2 separate regions of the Zea mays genome follow, and region 1 is linked to region 2. Evidence: chromatin contacts called from public Hi-C data. All regions are on one chromosome and are shown on one strand. The core of a region is the stretch at or near the end of the contact, and the rest is flanking DNA. Distances in the headings are between cores, read along the strand shown. Region 1 holds the start of LOC103653759 (cell surface glycoprotein 1). Region 2 holds the start of LOC103655564.

Region 1 (5,569 bases), core at 1,232-3,731, 580 kb before region 2:
AGTCGATTTTTTGTGCGCTCGGTCCATGCATTTCTGGTTTCAAGGGTGGCTGTCGACCATACCTAAGTGTTGAAGTGTCCAAACTGTGGTGAACTAGGCCACAGGAAAGCAAGCTACAAATGTCCATTAAATGGCACAAAGAAAAGGTTACATTATTTCTGGTTTAAATTATTTGTGCAACTGTCTATTTTATGATATTAACTAATTTCTGTCAAAACAGGAAGCGAAAGCCTAGGAAAAATTCAACTAAAGGCTAGTTCCCCAAAGATGTACCTGAGTCATCACAGCATTTCATAGCAAATAAGAACCAACAAGTAGTTCATGATGTCTTGTCTTACAATTTGCAACTCACTCATTACAATACTAGTTCATCTAGCTGAACTCATTACAAAAGAACTACACAAGACAATGTTACACTGATCTATCCCATATCTCATTGTAACTAAGCCCCCACTTAGCACAGTGCTCAGCAAGTGTCTCCGCTTCTAATGGCTGATTCATTATTTCTCAGTCACGGAATACGTCCTCCCACACCGCACTATCTTCACTTCCATAGCCAGCTTCTAATATAGTTGTTGGATCCATCATCGAAACCTAACAGTCAATTGAAGTTACTTCTAGCATTTCAGCTAACTCGTCCATTGAACGAGCTACTTGAGTCATCATGAAACCATCTACAACGTCTTCATCTGTGTAGCAGAAAGAGGCAGTATCTTGTAGTTTCTTAGATGTATCACTCATTTGAGACATGACATATATGAGTGCATGCGCAAGTTTTTTGTTCATCTGCAAAAAAATATAATAACATCAGACTATGGACAGCCATATGAGGAGGTAGTGGAACTAACAACTGAACAAACAGACACATACCCTCAGCTGAACAAACAGGCAACTGTAAACATGAACTGAGGGTTTAGGGTCAGAACAACACAACACCAAACAGGCTGAGACAGCCATATGCCCTCAGTTTTTGAAAAAAACATCATATGTAGTATACAGTTCTAAAATTTCAAAGAAATCATCATAGGGCAACTGACAACTGAACAAACAGGCACATTCCCTCAGCTGAACAAACAGGCAGCTGTAAACATGAATGAGGGTTTAGGGTCACAACAGCACAACAACAAATAGGCTGAGACAAATAGCCATACTGCCAAAGTGAACTGATAACTGAACAAGACAACCATATGCCCTCAGTTTTTTTTTAAAAACATCATATGTAGTATACATTTCTAAAATTTGAAAGAAAACATCATAGGGCAACTGAACAAACAGGCACATACCCTCAATTGAGGGTTTAGGATCAGAACATATGCCCTCAAACTGCCACATATCATCATAGTGTTGTTTTCAGACAAATAGCCATACTGCCAATAATCTGAAGCCTCCAAAAAGCCATATGCCCTCAGTAATTTTCAGCAAACAAAACCAAGTGTAGTATACAGTTCACTATTTTGAGAAAACATCATAGGGCTATGCAAGTAGATCATCTCACATTATCACAAGCCTCAGGTCAATTTTTTCAATGAAACATCATCAAACAGAGAATTTTGCAACCATGGCCTCAGTTCAACTGTCATCACAAAGATCCAATTGCCCTCAATAATTTTTCAGCAAAAAAAGAACAAGTGTAGTATACAGTTCACTATTTTCAAAGAAAACATCACAGGGCTAAGCAACTTGATCATCTCAAATTATCAGAAGCCTGAAATCTGCACTCAGCTTTCTACAATTCAATCACAAGGCTAAGCAATTATATCACCTCACATGTTTTAGAAGCCTGAAAACAGCACTCAAGTTTCTACAATTCCATCACAGGGCTGCAACAAATCACATGCCAAACATATCTCAAGCGTTGCCTGGCTCAGTAAAAGTTTGAGAATACAAACCTCACAGTATTTGGCCAATGTCTCCTTAGCACAAACGACGGCTGCACTCGCCTGTTGATAAGAACGCATAGCACTTTTTTCCGCCGCCACAGCGGATTCAAGAACATCAAGCGTAGAAACCACATCGTTACCTAAGGAAAATGTGGCGCAGTAATCACCAGCAACTATACAAGCGGTAGCAGAAGCATTCATTGTGTCACGGGCTGCAGCAACGGACGCGGACAGGTTCTAGGCACATAGCTCCGCGGCAGGTTCCATGACGGTAGCCTAATCTGCAAACCCTAGGGTTACAGAAGTAGGAGAGCTCACCAGCGTCGGCGGGGCGGCAATGGATCACAGGCGCAGGATCCGCCTGAGGCGGAACCTGCTCAGCAGGGAAGGGCAAGATCCAGTGAAGGACAGGGGAGGAAGGCACCGCAGTGCGCGATGAACAGAGCCGAGGGAGGAAGATGACGACCAGGGCGACAAAGAGGAAAGGGAGAATGAAATACGGTAGAGGATGACAGCGCCGAGGGAAGTAACGGCACGATGGCACGAAGAGAAGAGCAAAAATGCTAATAACCATTAAGCGGCCCGATGCTAAATCTTCAAAACATGAAGGATTATAGTGCCACGATTTCAATTGTCACGATAACAGTGCCAAAAGTCTGAAGCCCGCCGTAGTCGGTGCATGTTTGTCAAATTCTCTTCACAATCGCAACTCGCAAGCCACCGCTACTCCACCAAGCCACACGGAGGCGGAACCCAAATTCCAACCCGACTCCTCCAGCCAACAGCCCAAGCGAAGCGAGGGCCCTTGAGCTCCCCTCCTGCATGACGTCCCCATGGTGTCTCTCGGCACCGCCCGCCGCCCCGCCCATGGCGGCTGCGCCCAGCGCCCTCGGCGTCTCCACGTCGGCCTCCGCCCTCGCGCGCGTGCCGGTTCCCGGAAGTAAGCGGTGCAGGTGGAACGCCCTCGTGGTCTGCGCGGCCCCTGATGAGGAGAAGATTACGAAGCGGTCGCCCCTGGATTTCCCCATCGTAATTCTCGTGCCCTTCAACTTTCCTTCACTTCATTTGATTTAGCAGCTTGTCCTGGTAGGATTGGAGGAGGCTTATCTTTTGGGTCCGTTAAACTGACCAAGAACCGGTTTAGGGACTGGGGTAGACAAAATCAGTAGGAATGGTACATAAGTTGTGTGGACAGGTTCTTCCGGTTGGGTAGGATTATGCTTAGGCCTGTTCGTTTCTGCAGGAATGCACCAAGAATTGTTCCTGTTGATCAAAACTTATACAAATTAAATAAGCAATTTGGGTAGGAACTATTCCAGTCTTCCATTCCGTGTGAACCGAACGGGCCCTTATACAAATTAAATAAGCAATTTGGGTAGGAACTATTCCAGTCTTCCATTCCGTGTGAACCGAACGGGCCCTTATGCTTTAGCTTCCAGACGTGGATTCAGCCTTCATCTATTTTTTTAGGGTTTTGCCATTTCGTATCTCTCTGGCGAAGGTACCCCTACGAAATGATAACTCCTAACCTTCTGCTCTATTATGAATGTAATACATTCATCTGTCCAAACATAAATCTTTATTGCCATAGACTCTTGAGGTTGTTTTGCAGCTAGTAGCTCGTTGTGCTGATAGATATTTGGAGCATCAAATTTATATTCGCCCCTAAATACTGATTACAGTATACAAATAAGCCCTAAATGTCCTTTAGCAGTGCCTGTCTTCCGAATGTGTAGCTTCTGTGTATATTCTTTTGTTTGTAAGACTTCCATCATTAAAGTGATAGAATGTTATGACGAGCAGTCATGAGCTGTTTAGGTGAACTAAGGCCAGACTATGTAAATGGCTTCACGATTGTATGGATTACATGGTCTGATATATGAGGATACTAATCCTAGCCTTTCTTGGTAATGATTTTTTGTACAACCAAAATAACGATTGGAGATCTATTGCAGCTTTTCCCAATGATTATTCCCTTGGGACGATCTGATATAATCAGTAGAGTCATTATATCTAGTGTGGACGATCTGTCCAGCCTAGAAAAATAACGTTCAAACATGACTGTACTGATTTAGATATAATGTTCCATACACTTTTTTCGCTTCTATATGTTGACATCAACATTAATTTCTACTGTCGTTTGAATGTTGCTAGGAATGGGAGAGACCAAAACCTGGGAGGAGACCTGATATCTTCCCTAAGTTCAGCCCAATGAAGACACCATTACCGCATCCATTGCCAGCTGATGATCCTCTGGATGATGATGAAGAGGAAGAGGAAGAACAAGCACCACCTCAGGAGGAGCCACAAGAGGACGATCCAGACACGGAAGAACCTGAGGAAGATGACCCAGATAAGCCAACCGAGTAATTTTCGATTGGCTTAACAGTGATAGATTAGGCAATGGGAAAAAATGTGCTACGTCTTTGGTGCGCGCAAGAGATCTCAGTTCTATTTGAACTGCCGGCTTATATAGGCTCTAGATGCATAAGTTTGTTATATGACCTCTGAGCTTTTCTAAAGCTATGAAAGTTTTGTTTTACGGATTACAGATTATAGTGCGATATCTGTGATGACATGCATTCTCACTTTTTCTATGTTTTGAGTAAGCAACGTGTACATTGCAAAACCTGTATTTGATGTAGTTGCATCATTGATTTGTGAAACGGATACTGAGATTTTTTAGTAAGCTATGAAAGTTTCTGGGTCTTCTACATAAGTTCATTGTATTTTGCACGTCTATTCGAGTTTAAAAGAGAAACGGTCATAACTCATAAGGTAACAGTAAAAATTCGGTATACTCTATTTCCTTTTCAGTTTTGCAGTGTTCATTAGGGCTGAAGTCTAATACATACAGGAAACCTACAAAATTTCTCTCCCATATGTAGGAGCAAACAGCATAAACAACGCTACTTTTGTTAAGCACACTGGCCCTGAATGAAACACCAAGTCACACCACCGTCTACCCCCAGTTGATCCCACTAGACATCAGCGTCTACTTTCCTTTGATCTTGCAGTAGGCATACAATCCAGAGCCCAGAAAGCCTAGTCCTTGTCCTATAACATTAAGCTGCACACGAAAACTTTGGGTTCAGTATTCACTGGGAGATTATACAAAGATAAGTGGCATAGAAACAAGACCCAAAACTTACAAGATCAAAAGGAAGTCCACCAAATAGCACCCAACCAATTCCAACGGTGAAGAAATCCTGCAGAAACATCGCGCATGAATATCACTGCTGAAGAATGTTTTGCGTGGAATAACTGGATGGCAGCCGTACCTTCAAGTTCCCACACATCGATTGTGTGAGTGCAGAATTCAGGATTGTGTTCCAGAAGATAGTGTAGTTCAGTAGAAATGCTAGGATGCACGAAAATAGCAGCACAGTCTACAAGTGAAATTTCGTTATTAGTGACATTCATAACTTCACATTATTGGCATTAGATGCTGTAATGGAACTACTTGACATTACTCACTATTTCGTTGTCTACCTGTTTTGAGTGTTAAATTAGTATGGTATAAAAAATAAACAAGTTAGAATGTAAAATGACCTCAAGATCACCTACAGCAGCTATACTATAGTACTATACACTAGTAATCGCACTGAATGAAAGAATTTCGATATAAACTGGAGGCACTATCAACAAGTCATTGTAATGGTGGCTGACATGTCCCTTGCTATGGTATT
Region 2 (4,953 bases), core at 1,082-3,581:
CCGAACCGTTGACAGCGTCAACATACCAGCCCGAGAACTTGGGCCCCGACCGTGCACCCGGGCTACGGCCAGTTCGCATGAGGGAACGACCAGACCAGCCGAAGCGTTACACAAGGCATTAAGACCTCGAAGGAGTGAAACCACTCCTCCGAGGCCTCGGGGGCTACACCCGGCGGGTGCGCTCGCGCGCACCCACCGGAATAAAATGCAACCGAGGAAGGCTGGTCCCCTTGCAAAAAAGTGCGACGGAAGCCTCCAAGCGAGTGCTAACACTCCCTTCGAGGCTCGGGGGCTACTGTCGGGGACCATAATTAGGGGTACCCTCAAGACGCCTAATTCTCAGCTCGTAACCCCCATCAGCATAAAGCTGCAGAGGCTTGATGGGTGCGATTAAGTCAGGGATCAGTCCATACGAGTGACTCGATCACGCTTCACCCGAGCCTAGCCTCGGACTCGGGCAGCCGACCTCGAGGGACTTCCGTCTCGCCCGAGGCCCCCCTTTTAACGGCGGACACATCTCCGGCTCGCCCGAGGCCTTGGCTTCGCTAAGAAGCAACCCTGACTAAATCGCCGCACCGACTGACCGAGTTGCAGGGGCATTTAACGCAAAGGTGGCCTGACACCTCTATCCTGACGCGCGCCCCCCGGCAGAGCCGAAGTGACCGCCGTCACTCCGCTGCTCCACTGACCGGTCTGACAGAAGGACAGCGCCGCCTGCGCCACTCCGACTGCAGTGCCACTCGATAGAGTGAGTCTGACAGGCAGTCAGGCCTCGCCAGGGGCGCCATAGGGAACTCCGCCCCGCCCGACCCCAGGGCTCGGACTCGGGCTAAGACCCGGAAGACGGCGAACTCCGCTCCGCCCGACCCCAGGGCTCGGACTCGGGCTAAGACCCGGAAGACGGCGAACTCCGCTCCGCCCGACCCCAGGGCTCGGACTCGGGCTAAGACCCGGAAGACGGCGAACTCCGCTCCGCCCGACCCCAGGGCTCGGACTCGGGCTAAGACCCGGAAGACGGCGAACTCCGCTCTGCCCGACCCCAGGGCTCGGACTCGGGCTAAGACCCGGAAGACGGCGAACTCCGCTCCGCCCAACCCCAGGGCTCGGACTCGGGCTCGGCCCCGGAAGACGACGAACTCCGCCTCGCCCGACCCCAAGGCTCGGACTCCGCCCTGGCCTCTGACGAACGACTTCCGCCTCGCCCGACCCAGGGGCTCGGACTCGGCCTCGGCAACGGAAGACAAATTCGACCCCAGCTTCGGAGGAGCCCCCACGTCGCCCGGCCTCGGGCGCGGGCCCGCCACGTCAACAGGGAGCGCCATCACCACTCTACCCCGAGCCGACTCGGGCCGCAGAGAACAAGACCGGTGTCCCATCTGACCAGCTCCGCCAGATAGGCAATGATGGCGCCTCCCAAGCTCTATGACGGTGGCGGCTCTCAGCTCTCTTACGGAAGCAGGTGGACGTCAGCAAGGACTCGACCGCTCCGACAGCTGTCCTTCCGCCAAGCTCCGTTGCTCCTCCGACAGCCACGACATCACACCAGCAGGGTGCCAAGATCTCTCCGGCTGCCACATTGGCATGTACTTAGGGCGCTAGCTCTCCCTCCGCTAGACACGTAGCACTCTGCTACACCCCCATTGTACACCTGGATCCTCTGCTTACGACTATAAAAGGAAGGACCAGGGCCTTCTTAGAGAAGGTTGGCCGCGCGGGACCGAGGACGGGACAGGCGCTCTCTTGGGGCCGCTCGCTTCCCTCACCCGCGTGGACGCTTGTAACCCCCCTACTGCAAGCGCACCCGACCTGGGCGCGGGACGAACACGAAGGCCGCGGGACTTCCACCTCTCTCACGCCCGTCTCCGGCCACCTCGCCTCTTCCCCCTTCGCGCTCGCCCACGCGCTCGACCCATCTGGGCTGGGGCACGCAGCACACTCACTCGTCGGCTTAGGGACCCCCGGTCTCGAAACGCCGACAATTATGTAATTTTATAATATATGTTCGTTCAATCATTCGTTGTGAACTCTCTTCTCATCGCTCACTTCATTGGCCGTGTTGTACCAATACATATTGGATGGAGTAAACAATAACATCAGTTAGCTAAATAAAAAAAATTATATGGAGGGCGGAGACCTTTAATAAAAAATCTTGAATTTTTTTATAGATAATTTACATGTAAACCGTCGCAACGCACGAGCAACCGACTAGTTAGGTCATAAAACCTGATACCCTGCCCTTCCTCACACCAAAAATCCTTTTACTCATATAACACATTTTAACTCTAGTAGGAGAGAAAATGTGAAAGGTGTATGATACATTCGTATGTGACATTATTTTGATTAGCAAAAATAAAGATACGGAAGGATAGGAAAACAGAAATAATGAACAAATAAAAAAACAGCACGCTAGCAACACCTTCCTCGCCTCCCCAAGACCCCAACCAAGCCATCGCTCCTGTCCTGCATCTCCATGAGCCAAAGACCAAGGAAAAAGAATAGGGAGAAAACACACCCCGAAAAACAAACCAAAAATCCCCAATCCATGAAGCCCACCACTTCCGCCGCCGCCGCCGCCGTGGCGGCGGTTACCGTCACCACCGATGACCCATCCCCTTCGCCGTCCGACTCAACGTCGGCGACGTTCACGGTCGACCGCCGTGGGGACGCTTCCGCCTCCTGCCGGTGGACGCTCCCGGACTTCCCCCGCACCCGCGCCCGCACCTTCTACAGCCGATACTTCGAGGTCGGCGGCTTCGACTGCCGCCTCCTCCTCTACCCGCGGGGCGACTCGCAGGCGCTGCCGGGGTACCTCTCCCTCTACCTACAGGTCCTCGACCCCAAAGCCCCGGTGTCGTCGTCGTCATCCACCACGACCACCACCTCCTCCAAATGGGACTGCTTCCTCAGCTACCGCCTCTCCGTAGTCCACCCCACCGATCCAGCCAAGTCGCTGGGCCGCGATTCCTGGCACCGATTCTCGTCCAAGAAGCGCTCCCACGGATGGTGCGATTTCGCGCCCTCCTCCTCCGCCCCCTTCCTCTTCCAGCCCCACGATGCCCTCGTCATTTCTGCTGACATATCTGTGCTGTCTGAGGCGGCCTCTTTCTCCGATGCCGACGGTCGTTTTAACTGGAAGGTGCTCAATTTTGGCCTCTTCCGAGAAATGATCCGCACACAGAAGATCATGAGCCCTGCATTTTTTCCTGCATCTGCCTCTGCTGGCGGGACTGACTGTGGGCTCCGGATTAGCGTCTATCAGAGCAATGTATCTGGCGCAGAGCATTTATCTGTTTGTCTGGAAAGCAAGGAGCCTGTTGTGCAGGTAGCATCCGGGTCATCGGCATTGGCATCAGGTGGTACAGGGAGTGGTGTGCCAGATGGTGATCGTGGGTGCTGGTGTCTTTTCCGCATTTCGATCCTTAATCAGAGGTCTGGTGGGAGCCATATCCACAAGGACTCATATGGTCGGTTTGGTGCGGACAGTGCCAGTCTTGGTTGGGGAGAATACATCAAGATGGATGAGTTTTTGGCTGCTGACGGCGGATACCTTGTAGATGGAGCTGTGGTGTTTAGTGCCTCAGTGCATGTCATAAAGGAGTCAAACTCATTCAGTCGGAGCTTGCCAATGGTTCCTGGAATATGTGGTGCTGGTGGTGGGCGTGCTGGGGCTAGGAAGTCAGATGGACACTTTGGGAAGTTTGTGTGGAGGATTGAAAGCTTCACAAGACTTAAGGAGCTTCTCAAAAAGCGCAAGATCGCGGGTCTGTGTATCAAAAGCAGACGGTTTCAAGTTGGGAATCGAGATTGCCGTCTTATTGTTTATCCACGGGGTAAGCACTAGGGCTTTTGCTCCTCATATGTTAGCTTTGAAATTGACTTTATCGATTCTGTTCGGACATACATTGAACTGCTTGTGGAGTGAAACTTGGTAAAATGCTGTAGGAAACTAAGCACGTGTACACCTGCATGCTCTGCACAATTTTTTTAGATACTTAAATGATTGAACAATTGTGAATTAATGGTCAAACCGTCAGAGGTGCTTGATTGAATTGGTTTGGGAATTGTAATGGTGAAATCTAGACATGCATTTGAAGTTTGCCATTCATTTGTAATTAATGAAAATTTCACCATAAAAATCAATTCTTAATTTGTACTTAGAAACATAGCTAATAGGTAATGTACCAATCAGGCAGTCAATGAATACATTGGCATAACTTCTATATGTTAGGTGTGTTTTATAACTATTGCTCTCATATAGACTGCCCTAGTTGTCCTTGTGGATGACAGGCACACTTTCTATCTTATATAAGTAGCTGCTGCCTCTTCCAATCATGTTGATTCCCATTTTTGGCCATCCATGGTCCCTGTTAATAAAGTGCTTATTAATGTGGCATAAAACCAATGGATGCCACTGATAAGTTTTCCCCATGTAGCAGCAATCATTGAGAACCACAGTGAGCATTGATTTTTCTTTTTCTTTTTGTTATAAATCCTTATTTTTCTTGAGATTGTAAAACAATGCCAATTTATGTTGGAGCTGATCCAAGAGTTGACTAATGATTATTGTATATGACTGTAGACTATATTGAACTATTAAAGCATCAAATTGATCTTAAATTCACTTTTGAAGTAGAATATGCATTTGCAACTGCAGTCGCAGCTTGGGTTTCCTGGGGCTCCTTCCATCGATATCGAAGTCAGTTTTGTAGACCAAGTACTTAGTTTTGTTTTGGGGCAGTAACTGCTGCAGTGCTGCTACTGAGTCCATATTTATATGGCAGTCCCCAAGGTTTTAGTCCATCAGAAGTGAACTTGTTTTCACTACAAGAAAATTGTGTCCATTTTTCAGTAGCATGAGTATGATTACTTGTCAATGTTGCACATGTGGGCATTCATACAATTGGGTACTGATCCTTTTACTTGGTTTTGTTTATGTTGCTGCAACCAGGGCAG

What was found. Hi-C and Micro-C count contacts between places; a contact is called where the count stands out from the background.
Region 1: a contact with region 2 is called in a Hi-C map of endosperm, with 2.0 times the contacts expected there. The contact joins the promoter of LOC103653759 here to the promoter of LOC103655564 in region 2. A contact is called at or near these places in 2 of 25 Hi-C or Micro-C datasets (endosperm and tassel).

The regions. Positions count from the first base shown.
Region 1 is chr4:143,273,034-143,278,602 of Zm-B73-REFERENCE-NAM-5.0, reverse strand. It overlaps LOC103653759 (cell surface glycoprotein 1), which reads left to right and starts at 2,481. Exons shown (of 2, transcript XM_008680571.4): 1 at 2,481-2,909; 2 at 4,035-4,578. The coding sequence starts at 2,703. The coding sequence ends at 4,250. It overlaps LOC100272770 (Nucleotide/sugar transporter family protein), which reads right to left. Exons shown (of 10, transcript NM_001308272.1): 8 at 5,162-5,269; 9 at 5,033-5,089; 10 at 4,649-4,950. The coding sequence ends at 4,876.
Region 2 is chr4:142,690,477-142,695,429 of Zm-B73-REFERENCE-NAM-5.0, reverse strand. LOC103655564 reads left to right here and starts at 2,331. Exons shown (of 10, transcript XM_020552629.2): 1 at 2,331-3,830; 2 at 4,949-4,953. The coding sequence starts at 2,471.